Regions from separate parts of the Sus scrofa genome. Here region 2 is linked to region 1. The links are chromatin contacts, called in public Hi-C maps. All regions are on one chromosome and are shown on one strand. Each heading gives the region's core, a stretch centred on a gene start, on an enhancer-like site or on the middle of the called end of the contact. The rest is flanking DNA. Distances are from core to core; before and after follow the strand shown.

Evidence for each region. Hi-C and Micro-C count contacts between places; a contact is called where the count stands out from the background.
Region 2: a contact with region 1 is called in a Hi-C map of liver, with 2.9 times the contacts expected there. The contact joins two enhancer-like sites. A contact is called at or near these places in 1 of 47 Hi-C or Micro-C datasets (liver) and 1 of 2 datasets of contacts at active chromatin or transcription factors (skeletal muscle).

Annotation. Positions count from the first base shown.
Region 1 is chr14:106,768,060-106,773,129 of Sscrofa11.1, forward strand. It overlaps PDLIM1 (PDZ and LIM domain 1), which reads right to left. Exons shown (of 7, transcript NM_001315778.1): 4 at 87-286. Among named protein-coding and RNA genes, the nearest start is that of PDLIM1, 23 kb to the right of the region's middle. Within about 2 kb of position 2,447, at least 25 of the 83 cell types and tissues checked have an H3K27ac peak or open chromatin away from gene starts, as enhancers often do. A contact at or near this core is called in liver, where this site is marked.
Region 2 is chr14:106,906,880-106,911,949 of Sscrofa11.1, forward strand. The region is part of intron 24 of SORBS1 (sorbin and SH3 domain-containing protein 1); the gene reads right to left. Among named protein-coding and RNA genes, the nearest start is that of PDLIM1, 120 kb to the left of the region's middle. Within about 2 kb of position 2,797, at least 34 of the 83 cell types and tissues checked have an H3K27ac peak or open chromatin away from gene starts, as enhancers often do. A contact at or near this core is called in liver, where this site is marked.

The DNA.
Region 1 (5,070 bases), core at 1,197-3,696:
CCCTGGGCTAGTGGCTGAACCTTCTCCCCGCTGCCTGAATGAGCCTGTCCAGGACTGGCCAGAGCAGAATGCCTGGGCCTACTTACGCTCTGCCATTCGTCTCTTGCCCACTGGCTGCCGTCTTTGACTCCAAGGCACTGTTGAAGCTGGAGATGTTTTCAGAAGAGTAGAGGCCAGCTGGGTTGTTGTACTGGTTTGTGATGATCCTGGGGGAAGCGCTGGAGGCAGGTGAGGCGGTAAAGGGCATGGCACTCCGGTTGTGGGCGCTTCCTATATGTAAGACCTCCTGCAGGCAGAGATCAGAAGAAAAATCAAGGGGGAGTCTGACGTGCAGCTCTCCAGGAACGCTGCAAGCTGAGTGCCAGAGGGAGAAGTGTTTCAATGGGCCATCACTGGCCCTGGCTCAAGGCCCAACTCTAGCAGAAGGGCTCTGACCAACCCGCCAGACACAGGGCAAGACCCAGGATGTTGCACAAGTCGGGCACATTCGGGTTCACCCACCAGCTCTGCCTTCTCATTCTTTTCTGAGGCCCAGAAGAGCCTGATCTCCCGCTGGGTACCCCTGGGCAGGATACCCCTTGATGCCCTGGCCTGTCAGGATGCAAGTCAGAGCTAAAACGCCCTTTCAGGGCACATTCCAGAGGGATTAAGAACCAGGAAGAGAGGAATCGGCATCCCTTCAGTGCAAAGCAGAGGATGATAAAAGGTGGAGATAAATTCCCCAGAACAGAGTGGTTTAGACAAGTAAGATAAGAGGGCTGTGGTGTCACCAGTGAGGCAGCTGCTGACTAGGCAGCCTCTGTCCTCTGGCAGGAGGGGGCTAAGGGGAATTATGGATCTGTTGTTTCTTAATGGGAGAAAGCCAAGGCTAATCAGATGGAAGGCTGAGGGATACCTGTTACAGGGCAGTGCCCAGGGGAGGCTCCTATACTCCCCTCTTTGTGTAATTTGAGCAAGTGTCCTCTACCTCCAAGCTGGACTGCCTAGAGTCGGTGGATAATTATTACATCACCACAGAGCTACTTTATAAACACCCCTCAAAACTTGTTAAATTGACGTTCCCATTTTATTATTTTTTTTAATCAAGGCTTTTCTGATGAGTTGGTTAGTAAGGTGTTCTCTGCTCAGCCACTGTGGATCTACCCTTGGCTCCAAGGCAAGAGCATCCTCTGTGCTGCCCCCTAAACTTGAGGTGCATCCTATTTTCTGGGTTTCCCAGAAATCTTCCTGAACACTGACCTTTTCTTTTTTTTTTTTTTTTCTTTTTTTTTTTTTTTTGGTAATACCCAGGTCCCAAACAACTGCCCCCCAAAGAGTTCCTGTCCTCTGTTGCTCTTCCTTTTTTTTTTTGTTTTCTCTTTCATACTTTCTTAGAAAACACAATGATGAAAACCACCAGCTTAATTCTCTGTGCACTGACTTAAAAGACAACATGAAAACTTGATTATAAGGATTCAGATAGGCTCCCTCTTCAACAAGTTGGAAACACTGAGGGTTAACTATATTACCTTGACATGATTTTGTCCACATGGAACAAAAGCTTAGGACAGTTTGTTCACAAAAGGGGAAGTAAAATTAGTTAAAATAACCTCAGCAGTAATCAAAAAGTGATTAAATAGGTTTTACAATATAACTATCCCAAGGGATAATAAGTGGTTATGAACAGCTGCAGACTTTCAGGGGGTGGCCTGGAACCCCAGGCCCCATAACTACTATGCAGCAGCACAGTGGGACAGATGACAGTGGCAGCCAGGATCACAATTCTTTCCTCGTCTCTCCTTCCCCACAGCAATTCCTAGGAGCAACTTAGGAGGCTGAGCACCAGGGAAGAACCCTTATGTTTCTGTCTTGGCTCATTTTTTTCCCTGTCGCTTCCTGTTCGGCTTTGGGCCAGTTATACTTCCCTCTTCGCCACTGCACAGTGCCTGGCACACAGCAGGCATTCAACGAGTGCCATCCCCTTCATTTTCAGTTAGAATGGAAGTTAATAGAAAATGCAGGTTGGACTAGGAACCATGAGGTTGAGGGTTCGATCCCTGGCCTCGCTCAGCAGATTAGGATCCGGCATTGCCCTGAGTTGGGGTGTAGGTCACATACATGGCTCGGATTCCGTGTTGCTATGGCTGTGGCGTAGGCCGGCAGCTATAGCTCTGATTCAACCCCTAGCCTGGGAACCTCCATATGCCACGGGTGTGGCCCTAAAAAAGCAAAAAAAAAGGAAAGAAAAGAAAGAAAGAAAGAAAATGCAGGTTGGAAATTCTGATCTTCACTTTTATAGAGAATCTCCCAAGAATGTATATGTTTTGTACATAAAAGGGGTATCTCTAATTCCATGTGAATACCAGTCTGTCCAGAAATCAGGCAGTTAACTCAGGGCCTGCCTTTTGGAAGGGATGATGTAATTGTTTGGGCTTTGTATTTATCAGTCTCCAAGGAAACTCAATAATGAGGAAATATAAACTAGGTGTGTAACTACACTGACCTCAGATAAGCTGGGGTGTTGGCTGGCCTTACATGAAGGAACAGATCCTTTAATTATAGATGAACTCTGCTCTTACTCATTCCTCTATTTTAGAATGACTGGAAGTTGAAGATTTTGGAAAAATGAGAGGTGGGAAGTTTTTCATAGGAACAAAGAATTACTAAGAATCAAAAGAAAACTATAGTTAAGTTAGCCGTTAGTGTTTGAGATTTTTTTTTTTTTAATCTGAAGGAAACAGCCTTCAAAATATTAATATAGGTACTCAGATTATATGTTTAAGATGAAAGTTCAAGTATAATACATAGACAAAGTAAGGTAAGTATTGCCTTACTGAAGTGAAAACTTTTTAGAGACCACATTAAAACAAAAATCATTCCTTACAAGTCATAAAACATATGAGCACTTAACACATTAAAACTTAACATTTATAATGGGAATTCCCGTCGTGGCACAGTGGTTAATGAATCCGACTAGGAACCATGAGGTTGCAGGTTCAGTCCCTGCCCTTGCTCAGTGGGTTAAGGATCTGGCGTTGCTGTGAGCTGTGGTGTAGGTCGCAGACACGGCTTGGAACCCCCGTTGCTGTGGCTCTGGTGTAGGCTGGCAGCGACAGCTCCCATTAGACCCCTAGCCTGGGAACCTCCATATGCCGCGGGTGCGGCCCAAAGAAATAGCAAAAAGACAAAAAAAAAACAAAAAACTTAACATTTATAATAAATTTAATGAAGTGATTGAAAACTCCCTGGGAAATTGGAATTGACTGTGGCATGTTTTAAATCAGGTTGCACAAAGGCCAATTTATAGATTGAATGCCATATTTATGAACTTTCCTTAGAGGAACTGTACAGAATAATACAGTCAAGTCAGTTTTGAAATGGCTGATGCAAAATGATCCTTAAAGTGAGTCTTAGGATTCTTAGGTAGGATTTTTATTATATTAATGGGAAAAATTTTGTGTGACTTCATTTCTGACATTTTAATGAAAGCCAACTGAAAGAAGATCACTTATATACAATCATTCAAATCACCCACATTAATTCACCCAGTGAGTTCACTTTCACACAAGTTTGTTTTATGTGTAAAAGGTAAGTAGCTATATGCTATCTCTTGATTATAGCTCAGTACACCATAACAATTAAAATATCCCAAATTTAGAAAAAAAAAATTAAAGTTCAAATGTTCTTTTTTTTTAGGGTCACACCCATGACACGTGGAGGTTCCCAGGCTAGGGGTCAAACTGGAGCTACAGCCACCCCAGAGCAACTCAGGATCTGAGCCACATCGTGTGACCTACACCACAGCTCACAGCAACATCAGATCCTTAACCCACTGAGCAAGGCCAGGGATTGAACCTGCAAATTCATGGTTACTAGCCAGATTTGTTTCTGCTGTGCCACGACGGGAACTCCCCTAAAGTTCAAATCTTCAGTTGGAGCCAAATGTATAAGATTCACAAACCAATCTAAGTTTTCAAAAGCCATTATCAACCTATCTACTAACATACATCTAATAACGCATTAATTTATCTACTAATTTATTCCATACTTTGTGAAAAGTAGCATTATGAGGTGTGAGCAATTTTACACAATGTTTTAAATATCTTTACATTTTCCCCTGTATTTCTAAAGAATATTCATTCACTGTAGATAATTTAGAAGATGTAGTTAAAGAAGAAATAAAATCACTTATAGTTTAAGTATTATGTACAAATATGGAAGCTTAGGACAATCTCTCATCCTAGGAAACTCTATTTGGCCAACAAATTCTGCATTGACCACCACATTTTCCAATACCGCTTCATTTTAGTAATTTTAAGGTCTCACGGGAGTCCCCGCCTTGGCTCAGTGGTTAACCAACCCAAATAGCACCCATAAGGACGCAGGTTTGATCCCTGGCCTCGCACAGTGGGTTAAGGATCTGGTGTTGCCATGAGCAGCGGTGTAGGTTGCAGACAAGGCTCGGATCCTGCATTGCTGTGGGTGTGGCATAGGCTGGCGGCTATGGCTCCAATTAGCCCCCTAGCCTGGGAACCTCCATTTGCCTTGGGTGTGGCCCTAAAAAGACCAAAAAAAAAAATTTAAGGTCTTACTTTAAGGAAACGAGAGATTTCCGTCCTAAGGCTCATGGAAACCAGGGAGTAGGGCACTGGGTCGGGAGGAAGGTAAGGGGGGGGAAACGGGTTGGAGAAGTAGGTTTACTAGTAGAATGTCCCTGCAGCTCCTCTAGCTCTAGGCCTCAGGATCCAAACTTCTGTGCATCCCCAGCATGATTCATTGACGGCTGCCATCCATAACGAGCTGAGTCAGTGCCTTTCTCTGGCTGTGCGGTCCTGCCACCCTGCTCTGCACAGGAAAGCTTCCACCCGCTTCCCGTATCCCCTTCCTACCCGCTGTGTCCAGCCCAGGCCCTGGTGTCACTACCCTGGGGTTTTCCAGCCCTTTCCTCCTACAGTTCCCTTACGGGAAGAAGCGAACAAGAGCCAGGTCCCAGCAGTGGCAGTGGAGGGCCTTCGCTGCGTCTTATCCCCAGCCTCCAGGGCAGGAAAAATGGGAGTGTGCTGAGCGGTGTCAAAAGCAGAAAAGACTCTG
Region 2 (5,070 bases), core at 1,547-4,046, 140 kb after region 1:
GCAGGGCTTGCTTCCAGACATAGGATGGTGTGTCCTGACACAGCTGTAGAAATGCACCCATCATTCTTCATTCACCAGCTCAAGCAGACCTATCTTTTAAGTAAGGATCGTATAGGCCATCACGGGAAGTGTGTGTGGAATTATTTCCCCCAGAGAGGATTCAACTGCAAGCTCTAAGAAGTCTCCTTAAATCAACATTTGAAGAGCCATCCTTGGAGAAACCCTCCAGGTAATAGCAATAATAGCAATGAGCCACAGCACCTCCAACGCCTTCTAGAAGGGCACTCAGATATTTGTGTGTGTGACCCACTTGTTCACAGGAAGGCCCAGAGAAGGGGAGGGCATTCCCTGAGGTTACCCAGCAAGTTAGTGGTAGGCTTGTCTCCTGGATTCACTTACTGTCCCACTGGACCTTCTCTTTCATCCTCTGGCCATTCCCACATTATTAAATGTGCTCACTGACATTACTGTCAGTGAGTCCCACAGAAACCCTGGAGTCAGGCATGGAGTTCCCAGGCTTAGGGGTCCAATCGGAGCTGTAGCTGCCGGCCTACACCACGGCCACAGCCACTAGCAATGCGGGATCCAAGCCGCATCTGCGACCTACACCACAGCTCATGGCAATGCTGGATCCTTAACCCACTGAGTGAGGCCAGGGATCGAACCTGCATCCTCATGCGTGCTAGTTGGGTTCATTAACCGCTGAGCCACAACAGGAACTCCTGTAAAGCATCTTTTTTTTTTTTTTTTTTTTTGTCTTTTGAGGGCCACACCCACAGCATATGGAGATTACCAGGCTAAGGGTCTAATCAGAGCTGTTGCTGCTGGCCTATGCCAAAGCCACAGCAATGCCAGATCTGAGCCCTGTCTGTGACCCACGCCAGAGCTCACAGCAATGCCTGATCTTTACCCACTGATGTAGGCCAGGGATCGAACCCACAAACTCATGGTTCCTAGTCGGATTCGTTTCCACTGAGCCACGACAGGAACTTTTTTTTTTTAGTTGCTTTCAAAGCACATATAGAGGTCCATTACCTCACCTGAAATTTATATTCACCCTTTACTTGGGGAGGGCAGAAATGGAAATTTTAAGGCTTGAGAAGTCTGAAGATTTGCACAAGGTGGCAAAGCCATGGAGTACTGAAGCTCTCAGGGTCTAATCACCATATACCATCGCCCTCTTGGCTCACGATGGGACAGCTGGGGTGAGGGTGATACCAACACCCAGCTCCTGCCTCTTCTGCAAACAGGATCTGTAACTTTTTTCTTGCATCCTCTTTCTTCATGTAAAAGGTCCAGTGTGCGGAATGAGTATCATCCATTCATTAACTCAGGGAGCCACAGTATTGAAAAAGGAGCCTGAGCCAGCTCATACTGTCCCTGGTCTCAGGTCACATGCAAGCCAGAGGATACATGTCATGGCAGCCTTTACATCACAAAAACTTAATATCTAGTACAAACTGAACTCATCCCTGAGAGGTAACTTGCTTCCTTACTTAATGTTTGTGGAATAAAGGAAGGCAAGTTAAATATTTATCCTGTTAGCTAAGTTTCAATTTCTCCCTATTTGAAATGTATCCCTTAGATTTAAACCAAACATCTCATAAAGCTAAAATGTAAACTAGGTTTTTTTGGGAGGGCAGGGTGTGTGTGTGTACGTGTGCACGCACACAGGGCTTGGGGGATGGGTATGGCACATGGACTCTGGGTGGAGATGGAAACCACTGGTATCTATCACAGGGACTTGCCCTTCATTAAAAGGCTGTTTACCTTCAGATTTTCTTTTTTTTTCTTCTAAGTGTATGTTTTCTTTCCCTGGTCTCATTTGCTAACCATGTACGTCTTTCTATTTCTCTTCCTCTGAACCTATGCTGTCCAGTATGGTAGCCAGTAGCCACATGCATCTACTTAACACTTGCAATGGGGCCAATGGAAAATAACAGAAAATATCTCGATGATTATACTGATTATATGTTAAGGTGACACTGTTTTAAATATGTTGGATTAAATCAAATATGTTACTAAAATGAGTTTCACTTGTTCCATTTTAATACCAGAAAATTTTAAATTATGTCCTCAACTCACATTATAGTCCTGCAGGCAGTGCTGCTCTAAACCCTCCCCACCTCTTAAAAAAAGCAGACAGAGTTCTAACCAGAGCCCCAGTCGGGGTTAGGGATAAAAGGAGTATTATCTCATGCTAAGTACATTTCGGACTCTCGGAAATACATTCCAGCTTTTCACATGTTTAGAAAAACAGCCGCCAGCCCAACACACACACAGCCCTCGCGCTGCACTGCCCCCCCCATCAACAATAAGCATGTGATAGTTGCTGCTCCAGAAACCACTTTACTTCCATATTTGCACACACATGCCCAAGTCGGCCTCTTGGCCCGGAGCTCTTGTTTCATTCTTCTGAATGAGCAACCCTGCCTGTGTCCTTGCTCTGTTGCTCTTCTCCCTCCAGTTCACCGAAGTCCCTCAGAAATCTGCCCCGGGGGCTCTCCCTGGGGCTGTTAATCCCTCTGGAGCCACAAAACACCTGGTGCTACTCTGACTTACCAAGCATCCTCCTCCAGGTCTGGGTGGGTGCCAAAGCCTGGGCGCCCAAAATAAAATGTCCCCAGGCCTGAGTCCAGCAGGACGTCCTGGAGCTGTGGACACAGGAACACCCGCTCTGCGGGGCCCTGAGCCCCTCTAGCAGCATCGCGCGTCTCTGCTGGCCTGACTGGCTCTGAAACGGCTCTTCTGCCCATCTCCCACCCCAAATCTTCTCATCCTCTCTGGTGTGACTCACACTGGTCGCTCAAGGGACAATTGGACTTGGGAGGGAGGAAACTGGGTTCCAGGCCAGGCTCTCTCACTCCTTTAGTGTCTTTTGAGCAACATGCTTCGCTTCTTTGGATTTCAAGTTCTTAGGAAAATACGCAGCTTGGACACGATTTACATAAACATCCTGTTTGGCTCTCGAGTTCTAACACAGCGATTAGAGTGTGCATGTCCTATGAACTGAAGATGGGGGCAGGGCTGACCCGGATCAAGGGGGCTGGCGCTGCACGGGCTGCCCACTGGAGACCCTGGAGGAAGGTGGCTTTGGACTGTAGCCTCCAGTCTGGCCATTGGGAGGTGAGGGGTGACTCCAGAAGTAGAAGAGAAGCTGCAGCTCCTGGAAGACCCCGGACAAACTGGGTCAGAGGAGTCAGAAGACCTGAATGCTTCAGGCTCCTGGGTTTCGGCTCTAGAAATCTCCGCGGGTCCTGCAAAATAGGCTGATTCCACTGAGTTTTCCCCTTGGGTTTATTAAGAAAAAGATCCCACCTTACATATTAGTTCAACTGCTTACTATCCAGACTTAATCTGCTGGCAGATCAGTTCACAGACAATACGTCAGCTCTGTTGTAATTTGAATCTGATGACAGCATTAAACCTTTTTTTCCAATAGTCATACTTGTGGCATATGGAAGTTTCCAGACCAGGCATTAAATCCGAGCCACGCCTGCCAACCTACACTGTAGCTGCGGCAATGCTGAATCCTTTAACCCACTGCGAGGGGCCAGGGATCAAACCTGCAGCTCTGTAGCAACTGAGCTGTTATATTCAAATACTAAACCCACTGCACTATGGTGGGAACTCAGACAGCACTAAGCTTAAACCCCAGCCTTCTCATGGTCTGTGGTGGGGTCTGTTTCTTTCCTAAAACAATCAGACAAATGTGTATCCAAGAATGAAGAAACTGGAAGCTTTCTTAGAGGACACCTTTGTCCTTGAGGTGAGGAAGCATAAGGAGAAACACTAATTCAGAGTATAAATGCTAGATTTTCTAAATTCTGGATTTGTGGAACCAAAGAAAAAGGAGTCTTCCATCTTCTACTTTCTTCTCTCCTCCAGCCCCGTCTTCCTCTCTTAGGTGGAATGGGGAAAGGAGGGTAAACTTCTTCCCCCTGTTACCCCAGTATCACACAAGTATTCACTGAGTGCCAACTACACGCTCTGTGCTAGGTCTGTGAATCTCCATGACGCCTCATTTAATCCTCATAACTCACCAAGGTGGTCCATATTTACCTCATCTTACCAAACCAAGGCCCAACATGTCTGAGATGGGAATTGGAGAGTTAGGATTTGAACCCCAGCCTCTCAACTCCAAGTCCCCCGCCTTCGGCCACACCCTGACCTTCCAGGTTGTGCCCTGCCAGAAGGAGACATCAGAATGGCTGCAGGGATGTGCCCATTAAGAGGCCACCTTAAATCGCCAGGTAAGGGCGACTGGCATGAGGGTTTCTACAGCAATCCCCCATTGCTCGCGACCCCTCTGTCAGGGTGGTTCCGGCAACCTCAGGTCTATGCTTCAGTGTTGAGCGCACACCTGCTGGTTATTTTTTGTGAGAACTGCAGCCGCACTGTCTCTCCCCGTCCCGTGCATTGTTGAATACCCTCCGTATATATTTAGAGATTTCCTTTCTGAGTCAGTCAAAGGAAAACATTTCTCCATTTTAGGTGGGTATTTTAACATTTTTAATTTCCTTTCTGTTCTTGTAAGTTGCATCTCAGACTTTCCCTTCTATTTCTGATTTCCACGCTCAAAGCGGGTCTATGCCTTTGTTCTTATCTTTCTGGGAACTAACCTAGCTTCCGGGCAGTAAGGGATGCTCCCTCTGAAGTCACCAAAGCCCATCTTCCGGTCATCGGCTGAGAGGGTCTCTCTTTTTCCCCTCCTTTCTCTAAGTGCTCTTGGAATGACTCAAGTGTGAATCTTTTAAAACATTATGCAAAACTGTGTGCGTGCCACCCTCCTTCCCAAAGTACTGGCCTAGAGTCCTCCGCTAACCTCAGATTCTCCAAGGTTCCAGGGTCCAGAAAAAGTTACGAGTCACTGGAGTAGATGACCTTTAAAGATTCTCTTTAGTGCAGAAGTTCTCTGAGGATCTGTCACGCCAACGATAGGAGCTCTTAAAAACCAAGTCTGGATGCCAGTCAGCAAACAGTGCCTCTCTCTTGGGGGAAGTTCAGTAAATATTTGACAACACCAGCGGTAGAGATTTTCTTTCTCGGCCAATTGTCCTAAACCTTCTT